Linked DNA regions of Dromaius novaehollandiae: region 1 is linked to region 2. The links are chromatin contacts, called in public Hi-C maps. All regions are on one chromosome and are shown on one strand. The core of a region is the stretch at or near the end of the contact, and the rest is flanking DNA. Distances in the headings are between cores, read along the strand shown. Region 1 holds the start of EMX1 (empty spiracles homeobox 1). Region 2 holds the start of LOC112996365 (homeobox protein notochord-like).

Region 1 (4,861 bases), core at 1,551-4,050, 170 kb after region 2:
GAAAGAGAGAGGGAGAGAGAGAGAGACAGAAGAAGGTAAAAGAGGGAGAAAGAGAGAACGAAAGAGAAGAAAGCAAGAGAAAGCAAGAAACATGGAGAGGAAAAGCTGAGAAAGAGAAAGAGCAAAAGAAAACTGAGAAAGAGAAAAACCCGAGGAAGGAGAGCAAAGGAGAGGAAAGAGAAAGAAAGAGAAAGAAAGAGAAAGAAAGAGAAAGAGAAAGAGAAAGAAAGAGAAAGAAAGAGAAAGAGAAAGGGAAAAGAGAGAAAGAGAGAGAAAAGAGAAAGAGAAAAGAGAAAGAGAAAAAAGAAAGAGAAAAGAGAAAGAGAAAAGAAAGAAAGAAAGAGAAAGAAAGAGAAAGAGAGAGAAAGAGAGAGAAAGAGAGAGAAAGAGAGAGAAAGAGAGAGAAAGAGAGAGAAAGAAAAAGAGAAAGAGAAAAAGAGAAAGAGAAAAAGAGAAAGAGAAAGAAAGAGAGAAAGAGAAAAAGAGAGAGAAAGAGAAAGAAATAGAGAAGGAAAGAGGGAACGAAGGAAGGAACGAACGAGCCCAGACACACGGAAGAAGCCTCGGGGCCGGCGGCAGCAGCGGCAGCGCAGCCAGAGCCGGTCGGGCCGGGCCGGGGGCAGCGCGGGCAGCGGAGCGGGGCCGGGAGCGGAGCGGAGCGGGGCCGGGGGCAGCGGGAGCCGCGGCGGGGTCGCAGCGCCGACGCGTAAGGAGCGCGGAGAACCGCGGGCGGCAGGAAAGAGGGAAGGGGAAGGGAGGAAAACGGAGGAAGGGAGGAAGGAGGGAAGAGAACGAGGAAGAGAGAACGAACGAGAGAAGGAGAGAGAGAAAGAGAGACAGACAAGTAAAAAGAGAAAGGAATAGAAGGAATAAGGGAAATAAGGAATAAAGGAGACAGAAAGGAAGGAAGAAGAAAGGAAAGAAAGAAGAGAGGAGAGAGAAGGAGAGAGAAAAAAGGAAAGAAGAAAAAAGGAAAGAAGGAAAAAAGGAAAGAAGGAAAAAAGGAAAGAAGGAAAAAAGGAAAGAAGGAAAAAAGGAAAGAAGGAAAAAAAGAAAAGAAGGGAAAAAAGGAAAGGGAAAGAAAGCGCCTTTTGGAGATGAGATCGAGCGAAATCTTTCCCTTCATTTCAGAGCAGCAACAGCCCCAACTCTCTCCCCGGCAGACGCGCCCCCCCGGCCGGCAGGGCCGCGCGGGGCCCCCGGCCGCGCTCTCCGCGCTCTCCGCGCCCGCGGACGGCGCATTTCGTTGTCGGGAGCCGGGCGCGGGGCTGCGAAAGGCACCGGGGCCCGGGGGGGGGGGGGGGGGCAGATGCGCCCTGTCACTGCCCGGCCGTGCAAAAGCACCGCGGTCCCGGCGTGCGGGCAGAGGCCCCCCGGGTGCAGCCGCGGCCGTGTGCGCGGGTGCGCTGCCGCCGCGGTCTCGGCACCCCCCGGGCCGCCCCCGCCGCCCGGAGGCTCCGCGGCAACAGGTCCAACCCGCCGGGGGGGGCGCGGGGGGGGGGGGCGGCTCCGCGGGGCCCCGACGGCGGCTCACCTTGGAAGCGGTGCCCGAAGAAGCGGTTGCGCAGCACCCAGGGGTAGAAGTTGAGCGGGTCGCGGTGCTGCGGCCCGAAGAAGGCGGGCGGCGGCGGCAGCTGCGGCGGCCCCACGGGCAGCGCCGGGTGCCCCACGGCCTCGGGGAAGACGAGCTCGGCGCCGCCGTACAGCGAGCGCCCGGCGGCTCCCGCGAAGCCGGCGGCGAAGGCGGCGGCGTCGGGGCCGGGGCCGGCGTAGGGCAGCGCGGCGGGGCGCAGCGGCTCGTCGGCGCTCAGCGGCGCGTCCTTGGCCACCAGCGACTCGATGGTGAAGCAGCGCTTCGCGGACGGCTGGAACATGGTGCGCGCCGGCGGGGGGGGGGGGGGGGGGCCGGGGGGGGGGCGCGGGGGGGGCTGTTCCTGCGCGGGCGCGCGCGCGGCGGGCGCGGGCACGAGGCCTCCGCGGGGCAGCGCGGACGCGCGCACACGCGCGGGCCCCCCCCGGGCGCCCCCCGCTCCGCCGGCCGCGGTGCCCGGCGCTGCCCGCACCCCCGGGGCCGCCGCCGCCGCGCCGCAAATAAAGCCGGTACCTGGCGCGGGCCGGCGCGATGGGCGGACTCACCTGCCGCGGGCGCGGGGAGGGCGCGGGGGGGCGCGCAGGGGGGCGCCGGGGGAGCGGGGGGGGGGGGGGGGGGCCGAGGCGCGGCGAGAGCGCCCGAAAAGCCGGACTGGAGCCGCTGCCCGGAGAAGCGCCGCGAAGTTGGCGGCCGGAGCGCCGCGGCTGCGCCGCCCCTGCGCGCCCGCGGAGAGGTCCCCCGCGGAGCCGCTCGCTCTTTCCCTAAAAAACAGGAAAAAAAGGGAAAAAGTGATTTTTTCCCCCCCCTCCTTTAAAAAAAAAAAATTATCCTTCGCGGCGGTTCGTAACTCCCCAGCTGCTCGCAGGACCCGCCGGGCTTTGGGTGGGAGGGGAAGGGAGGTGAAGCCCGACCCTCTCCCCCCCCTCCCCTCCCCTCCCGCGGCCGCGGCCCGGCGGCGCAAACTGCGCGCCGCTCAACGCGACGCCCCCCCCCCCCCCGACAACAGCGCGCTCTGCCCGCGGGCCGCGGATAAACCCGGGGGGAGGGGGGGAAAAAAAGGGAAAAAGGAGAGGGGGGGGGAAATTTTTAAAAAGTCACGGTTTGGGGCTGGTTTTCCGCCGGCGCCCAAAGGCCGCGGTGAGGGGCGCGGCGGGGCGCGGGCGCGCAGCCCCCGCGCGGGCCCGTCCCGAGTTCGCGCCGCAGTTTGCCGCTGCTTCGCCGGGCGCCGGCGGCTCGGCGGAGTTTTGTTCCCCCCCCCCGCCGCGGAGGAGGGGGCCCTGCCCTCCCCTCCCCTCCCGCACAAAGCGGGTTTAAAGTCTATTTTCCACTTGGCTGGAGCGAAATGCGCCGGGCGGCACCGCGGCCGCGGCCTCCCGCCGCAGAGGCAGCGCTGCAGCGCGGAGCGAAACCGCGGCCCGGCGCGGCCCGGCCCCGCTCGCCGCCTCCCTGCGCCCGCGGAGCCCTGCGCGGCCGCGGCGCCTCCACGGACGGGGCACCGCGAGGCTGCGCGGGGCGGCGGGGGTAAATTCAAAGAAATGCAGAATTGAGCGGGTAGAAACGGAGCAAGCGCCTTGCCGGACCGATTTTGTTTTCCCCCTCTCTCCGAGGAGGCGAAAGAGAGAAAAATAATCTATATTTTTTATATATATAATTTTATTTTATTTTTTATATATATCTATATAAATGCAATTAAAGAAGAGGGCTGGTGGAGAGGGCACTCGGCGGGGAGGACGGTGCACCCGAAGAGGGAAGGGAAGGGAAGGGAAGGGAAAGGAAGGGAAGGGAAGGGAAGGGAGCGGAGCCCGAGGACGGGCGATGCGGGGACGGCGCCCGGCTCGGATGCAGCAGCCGCCGCGCCAGGGAGCGGGTACCGCGTCCGGACGATTTTGGAGAAGAGTAATTTAATTTAATTTAATTCGATTTAATTTGATTTAATTTAATTTGATTTTTTTTCCGGGCGGCAGCTGCGGCTTTCCGTGCGATCCCGCCGGGCCCGGGGCAGCGCTCCGGCCTCCGCCGCCCCTTGCGCGCCGCTGCGCGCCCGCCCGCGGGAAGGCGCGGGGCCCCCGTTTCGTTGCGCGCGGATCTCGCCGGGCTTTAACACCCGCTGCGGGGGGGGGGAAAAAATCCTCCCAGGCGCTGGCTGCTCGCAGAGGTAATTCCCACCGGGCCGGGTGTCTGCTGCGCATCTCCCCTTCCTAATGCCCGAGGAAAGAGCTTTTTTTTCCCTTTTTTCCCTTTCTTTCAGTTTTTTCTTTTTTCTTCTTTTTTTCTTTTTCTTTTTCTTTTTTTTTGCTTTTTTGCTTTTTTTTTTTTTTTGCTTTTTTTTTGCTTTTTCCCCGATGCCGCTTGAGCCGGGGCACAAAGCGTTTCGCTCACTCTCCCTCCGAGATTTTCGCCGGCCGCAGTCGCGGCTCGCTGCCCGCCGGGGCCGGGGCCGGGGCCGGGGCCGGGGCCGGCGGCGCGTCCCGGGGCTCCGCAGCCTCCCTCCCTCCCTGCCTCCCTCCGCGGAGCCCGAGGGCCGCGGCCGGGCTTTCCGCGGCTCCCGGCGGGGAGGGAAACCCGCACCCGCGGCCGCGCTGCCGGCAGTTTGCTGCCGCCGCTCCGGGGCCGCGCAGAGCCCGCTGCCCCCTTCCCCCTCCGCGGCAGCGCAATTCCCGCGGGGATAAAGCGCGGAGCCCCCCGGCCGCGGACGAGGCTGGTTGCAAGGAAAACTTCAGCCTCTGCCCGAAAAGGGCTCCGGGTGGAGGAGAAAAACATTTTCTTTTCAACGAAAGCGGCACCGGCCGCGGCGCTGCATGGGGGGCAGCTGGCTGGGGGGCACGCAGGGCCGCCCCGGGGGCTGCTGCTCCCTGCCAGGGGGGTCTGGGGGGGGGCGGGGGAAGGTGATGCCCCTTCAAATATGACGGTGATGTTTTTCCAAGGAGCAAACGAAAGAGGAGTGAAAAAGTGGGAGAGCGGGAGAGGACGGGCACCGCCAACCAGCCCCGGGGCTGGCGATCAGGGGCTGCCCGTGGGGATGCTCGGGGCGAGCACGCAGGCAGCGGGGCCCTCTGCCCCCCGGCACCCCCAGCCCTGGCCGGCCCCGCTGCCTGCTTGCCCCCTCCCCAGCCCCGACCCCACTGCCAGGCCCTCTCCATCCCCCTCGGCCCATTCCCCAGCGCCGGCGGGAGCGGACGGCGGGAGCGGGGCCGGATCCGATGCGCTGCCGGCAGGTGCAGGCCGGCCCCCCGCCTCGTTAATCGGTAACGCGTCGGCCTCCGGCATCCG
Region 2 (4,418 bases), core at 1,758-4,257:
CGAGAACCCAGGCAGCTGGCTGGATGGGGGAATGTCTATTTTAAACTGCCTAAAGCCATCACGAGTGTTATTTGGAGAAGAGCTGGACAAAGTTAAACCAGTTAAGTGCGTGTGGGGGGTGAAATCACGTAAGTGAATTACTTGAGAGTGACATTTACAGCTAAATTCCAGATTCCTTGTGGAGGGAAAAGGTGGTAGGGTGGCTTAATACACAGATAGGGAGGAGGGAGCCTTCAGCTTGCAGTTTCAAGCTGCTAAATGCTCAGGGAAGCATCAAGAGCTACTTTACTTCATGGCTCACAGAAGAACCAGGGCAGGCAAGCCAAGCAGGAACAACCACATTTGCTCTGAAGTCTCTCTAAACAAAGAGTTGCATAAATAATTTATTTTCGCACTGCAAAAATAATTGCTGCCCTGTATATATTAGATACACTCATTGCCAGCTATGATACATTAATATAATACACGTGGGAAATGTGGCCCGAAGAAGCAGTTCAGCAGCTCGTTGCAACAGTCTGTCCAGGGGGCTGTGCGGTCGCTGTCTCTGAGCAAGGGGACGGTGTGGTGTCTTCCCGACTGTCCTCTGCCGGGAAGTCCCCGTCTTCCTCACCATGGTGGCTCTGCGAGTCCGGGCTCCTCTGCGGGGTAGCCAAGCCCATTTTGGCCAGTTTGGCTTGTTGCTGTTCCAGGCTTTGTTTTCTCCACTTGATCCTCCGGTTTTGGAACCAGACTTTCACCTGAGGAAGAGGCAAAGCTTGGCTTTTAAACCCAGCTTCTCCACAGGGCTATGATCTGCTAAACCTCAGCTCAGGCTAAGGCCAGACACTACAAAACTCCTGAATTACACTCAGCCTCAGAGATGTTCCCCTGGCTGATCAGGAGGACAGATATCCCCTGCCATGCTCCAGCCCCTCCCACACACATCCCTAATTCAGGGGCTCAATCCTGCTCCAGCTGAAATTAAACCCTGGCTCAATTTCAGGTTTTTTGGTTCTTTGCCTTCAGCGGTCAGGTGAAGTTTCAGTATTGTGTAGCACCAGGGGGATGAAAAACTGTACAGTTAAATCCAGGGGCTGAACCCGCTTTGATCTGGTGGCTGTCAGCAGCAGAGAAGATCCTGCATTAGCTCAGGACCCAAGTTCAACCCCTCCATGCAGCCCTGGCATTGCCACTTCTCAGACTGTTTCCCCAGCTGTGAGCATTTTTATTTAAAGTATTTAGATATGATTTAGAGGAAAATGTAGAGGATTGAGAGGAATCACAATTACAGAGGGATTATAATTACATTTTAGAGGAAAAGCCCATTTTCTGAGCACACCTTGAAACAGGAGCCCAGCCCTGCACTGAGAATACTGATGTGATAAGAAGCTGCAAGTAACCCCTCCGGGAGAGCTTCCCACCTCCCAGGACATGTCACCGTCCAAGGACACAGCCAAATTTCCGTGGAGCAACACCTTGCCCTCCCTCCAGTCCCAGAGGAGGGAAAACCCAGCCCCAGGGCAGAACTTGGTGGCCAGGAGTGATGGAGCAGCTACGCAGCTCCAGACCCCATCCCAGGTTCTCGCTTTGGACTTTTCTCCCCAAACAAGGGGAGAATTCCCATTGCATACTCAGGATCAGGAACCCCCCGCAAAAAGGAGGGACCCTTGGGGTGGCGGGAGACGGCAGGAGAGCGGCGGGGCCTTACCTGCTCCTCGGTGAGGTGGAGGGCCGCGGCGAGCAGGCACCGCTCCGCGCCCACCATGTACTGCTGCCGGGCAAACTCCTTCTCCAGCCGGGCCAGCTGCTCGCTGGTGAAGATGGTCCGCACCCGCTTGGCTTTGCCCGCCTTGGCCTTGAAGATGGGGAAGCAGCACTTGGACAGCAGGTAGCCTGGAGAAGAGAGCGGGGTGAGTCAAGAGGGACAGAGAGGCACCTCGGGGGGGGGGGGGTCCCCTACAGAAGGGTCCAGAAGGGTGGGGTCCTCCACTTTGGAGAGCTCCTGGGGGGGGTCCCCTCTATGGGGTGGGGGGGTGATGGGAAGACCCTCTTTAGAGAGGGCTCCATTTGGAGGGGTCCCTGTGGCAGGTCCCCATGGAGGGTCCCCATGGCAGGGGATGCAGCAGGAAGGTCCCTGAGGAGGGTCCTCATAGAGGGTCCCATCGCAGGGGAGGCAGCAAGAGGGTCCCCGAGGAGGGTCCCCATGGAAGGTCCCCTCTCAGGGGAGGCAGCTGGAGGGTCCCCCATGGCAGGTCCCCTCAGGAGGGTCCCCATGGCAGGTCCCCACAGCAGGTCTCCTCAGGAGGGTCCCCACAGCTGATCCCCCCTCAGGAGGCAGCAGGAGGGTCTCCCCTCAAGAAGGTCCCCACAGAGGGTCTCCTCAGGAGGGTCCCCCCCCACAGCAGGTCTCCTCAGGAGGGTCTCCCCTCAAGAAGGTCCCCACAGCAGGTCTCCTCAGGAGGGTCCCCACAGCCGGTCCCCCCTCAGGAGGCAGCAGGAGGGTCTCCCCTCAAGAAGGTCCCCACAGCAGGTCTCCTCAGGAGGGTCCCACCCCACAGAAGGTCTCCTCAGGAGGGTCCCCCCCCACAGCAGGTCTCCTGAGGAGGGTCCCCACAGCCGGTCCCCCCTCAGGAGGCAGCAGCAGGGTCTCCCCTCAAGAAGGTCCCCACAGCCGGTCCCCCCTCAGGAGGGTCCCCACAGCCGGTCCCCACAGCCGGTCCCCCCTCAGGAGGCAGCAGCAGGTCCCCCCCGAGGAGGCTCCGCCATTTCGCGCCCCCGCGGCAGGGCAGGGCAGGGCCGGGCCGGGCCGTACCGGTGGCGCCGAGGCGGGCGGGCCAGGCGGGCGGCCCGCAGCAGGCGGCGCAGAGCGGCGGCGGGGCCGGGGCCGGGGGTGGTGGCGGCGGCGGCGGGGCGGCGGCGGGCGCCCCCCAGCGCGGCGGGGCGGCGGGAGGCGGCGGCGAGGCGCGGCCCAGCAGCGCCGCGATGGTGAAGGCCTGGCCGGGCGGCGGCGGCGGCCCCGGGGCCGGCATGGCGGCGGGAGCTGCGCGGGGGGCGCCGCCGCCCGCCTTTATAGCCCGCCGCGGGGAGGGTCCCGCCGGGCCCCTCTGCCCCGAGGGGCGGGGAGCGGCGGCGCGGCCCGGCCCCGCGCCCGCGGGACCCTGCGCTCGGCCTGGGGCTGCCCCCAGCATGTCCCCTGCCCCTGGTGTGGGGTCATCACCGTGTCCCCTGCCCTCGGCATGGGGCTGCCCCCCCTCGGCATTGCGGTTGTCCCCAATGTGTCCCCTGCCCTTGGTGTGGGGCTGCCCCCCAATGGGTCCCCTGCCCCTGGTGTGGGGTCATCACCGTGTCCCCTGCCCCTGGCATGGGGCTGCCCCCCAATGGGTCCCCTGCCTCTGGTGTGGGGTCATCACCGTGTCCCCTGCCCTCGGCATGGGGCTGCCCCCCCTCGGCATTGCGGTTGTCCCCAATGTGTCCCCTGCCCTTGGTGTGGGGCTGCCCCCCAATGGGTCCCCTGCCCCTGGTGTGGGGTCATCACCGTGTCCCCTGCCCTCGGCATGGGGCTGCCCCCCCTCGGCATTGCGGTTGTCCCCAATGTGTCCCCTGCCCTTGGTGTGGGGCTGCCCCCCAACGGGTCCCCTGCCCTTGCTGTGGGGTTGTCACCATGTCCCCTGCCCTCAGCATGGGGCTGCCCCCCAATGTGTCCCCTGCCCTTGGCGTGGCGCTGACCCCAACATGTCCCCTGCCCTTGGTGTGGGGCTGCCCCCAACGGGTCCCCTGACCTTGGTGTGGGGTCATCACCATGTCCCCTGCCCTCGGCATGGGGCTGCCCCCCAGTGTGTCCCCTGCCCTTGGCGTGGGGCTGACCCCAACATGTCCCCTGCCCTTGGTGTGGGGCTGCCCCCCAATGTGTCCCCTGACCTTGGTGTGGGGTCATCACCATGTCACCTGCCTTTGGTGTGGGGCTGCCCCCCAATGGGCCCACTGCCCTTGGTGTGGGGTCATTGCCATGTCCCCTGCCTTCGGCATGGGGCTGCCCCCAATGTGTCCCCTGCCCTCAGCATGGGGTCATCACCGTGTCCCCTGCCCTTGGTGTGGGGCTGTCCCCCAATGGGTCCCCTGACCTTCATGTGGGGCTGTCCCCCAATGGGTCCCCTTGCCCTCAGCATGGGGTGGTCAGCATGTCCCCTGACCTCAGTGTGGGGTTGTCCCCCAACATGTCCTCTGCCTTCACCACGGGGTTGTCCCCCATGTGTGCCGCTGCCCTCAGCGTGGGGTGGTCACTGTGTCCCCTGCCCTTGGTGTGGGGTTGTCACCGTGTCCCCTGCCCTCAGCGTGGGGCTGTCCCCCATGTCCTCTTTCCCTGCAGGAGGCTCTGGCCCCCAAGTGGGGCAGGAACGGGGGTGTGGGGCCAGCGTCACCCCAAGGCCCCCACTCAGCAA

What was found. A called contact is a pair of places that touch in the nucleus more often than the background predicts.
Region 1: a contact with region 2 is called in a Hi-C map of brain, with 5 times the contacts expected there. The contact joins the promoter of EMX1 here to the promoter of LOC112996365 in region 2. A contact is called at or near these places in 2 of 4 Hi-C or Micro-C datasets (brain and liver).

What each region holds. Positions count from the first base shown.
Region 1 is chr4:86,478,985-86,483,845 of bDroNov1.hap1, forward strand. EMX1 (empty spiracles homeobox 1) reads right to left here and starts at 2,801. Exons shown (of 3, transcript XM_064511670.1): 1 at 1,535-2,801. The coding sequence starts at 1,874. It overlaps LOC135328331 (a long non-coding RNA gene), which reads left to right and starts at 1,735. Exons shown (of 2, transcript XR_010389173.1): 1 at 1,735-1,875.
Region 2 is chr4:86,306,761-86,311,178 of bDroNov1.hap1, forward strand. It overlaps LOC112996365 (homeobox protein notochord-like), which reads right to left and starts at 3,008. Exons shown (of 3, transcript XM_064511774.1): 1 at 2,792-3,008; 2 at 1,688-1,872; 3 at 351-737. The coding sequence starts at 3,008. The coding sequence ends at 495.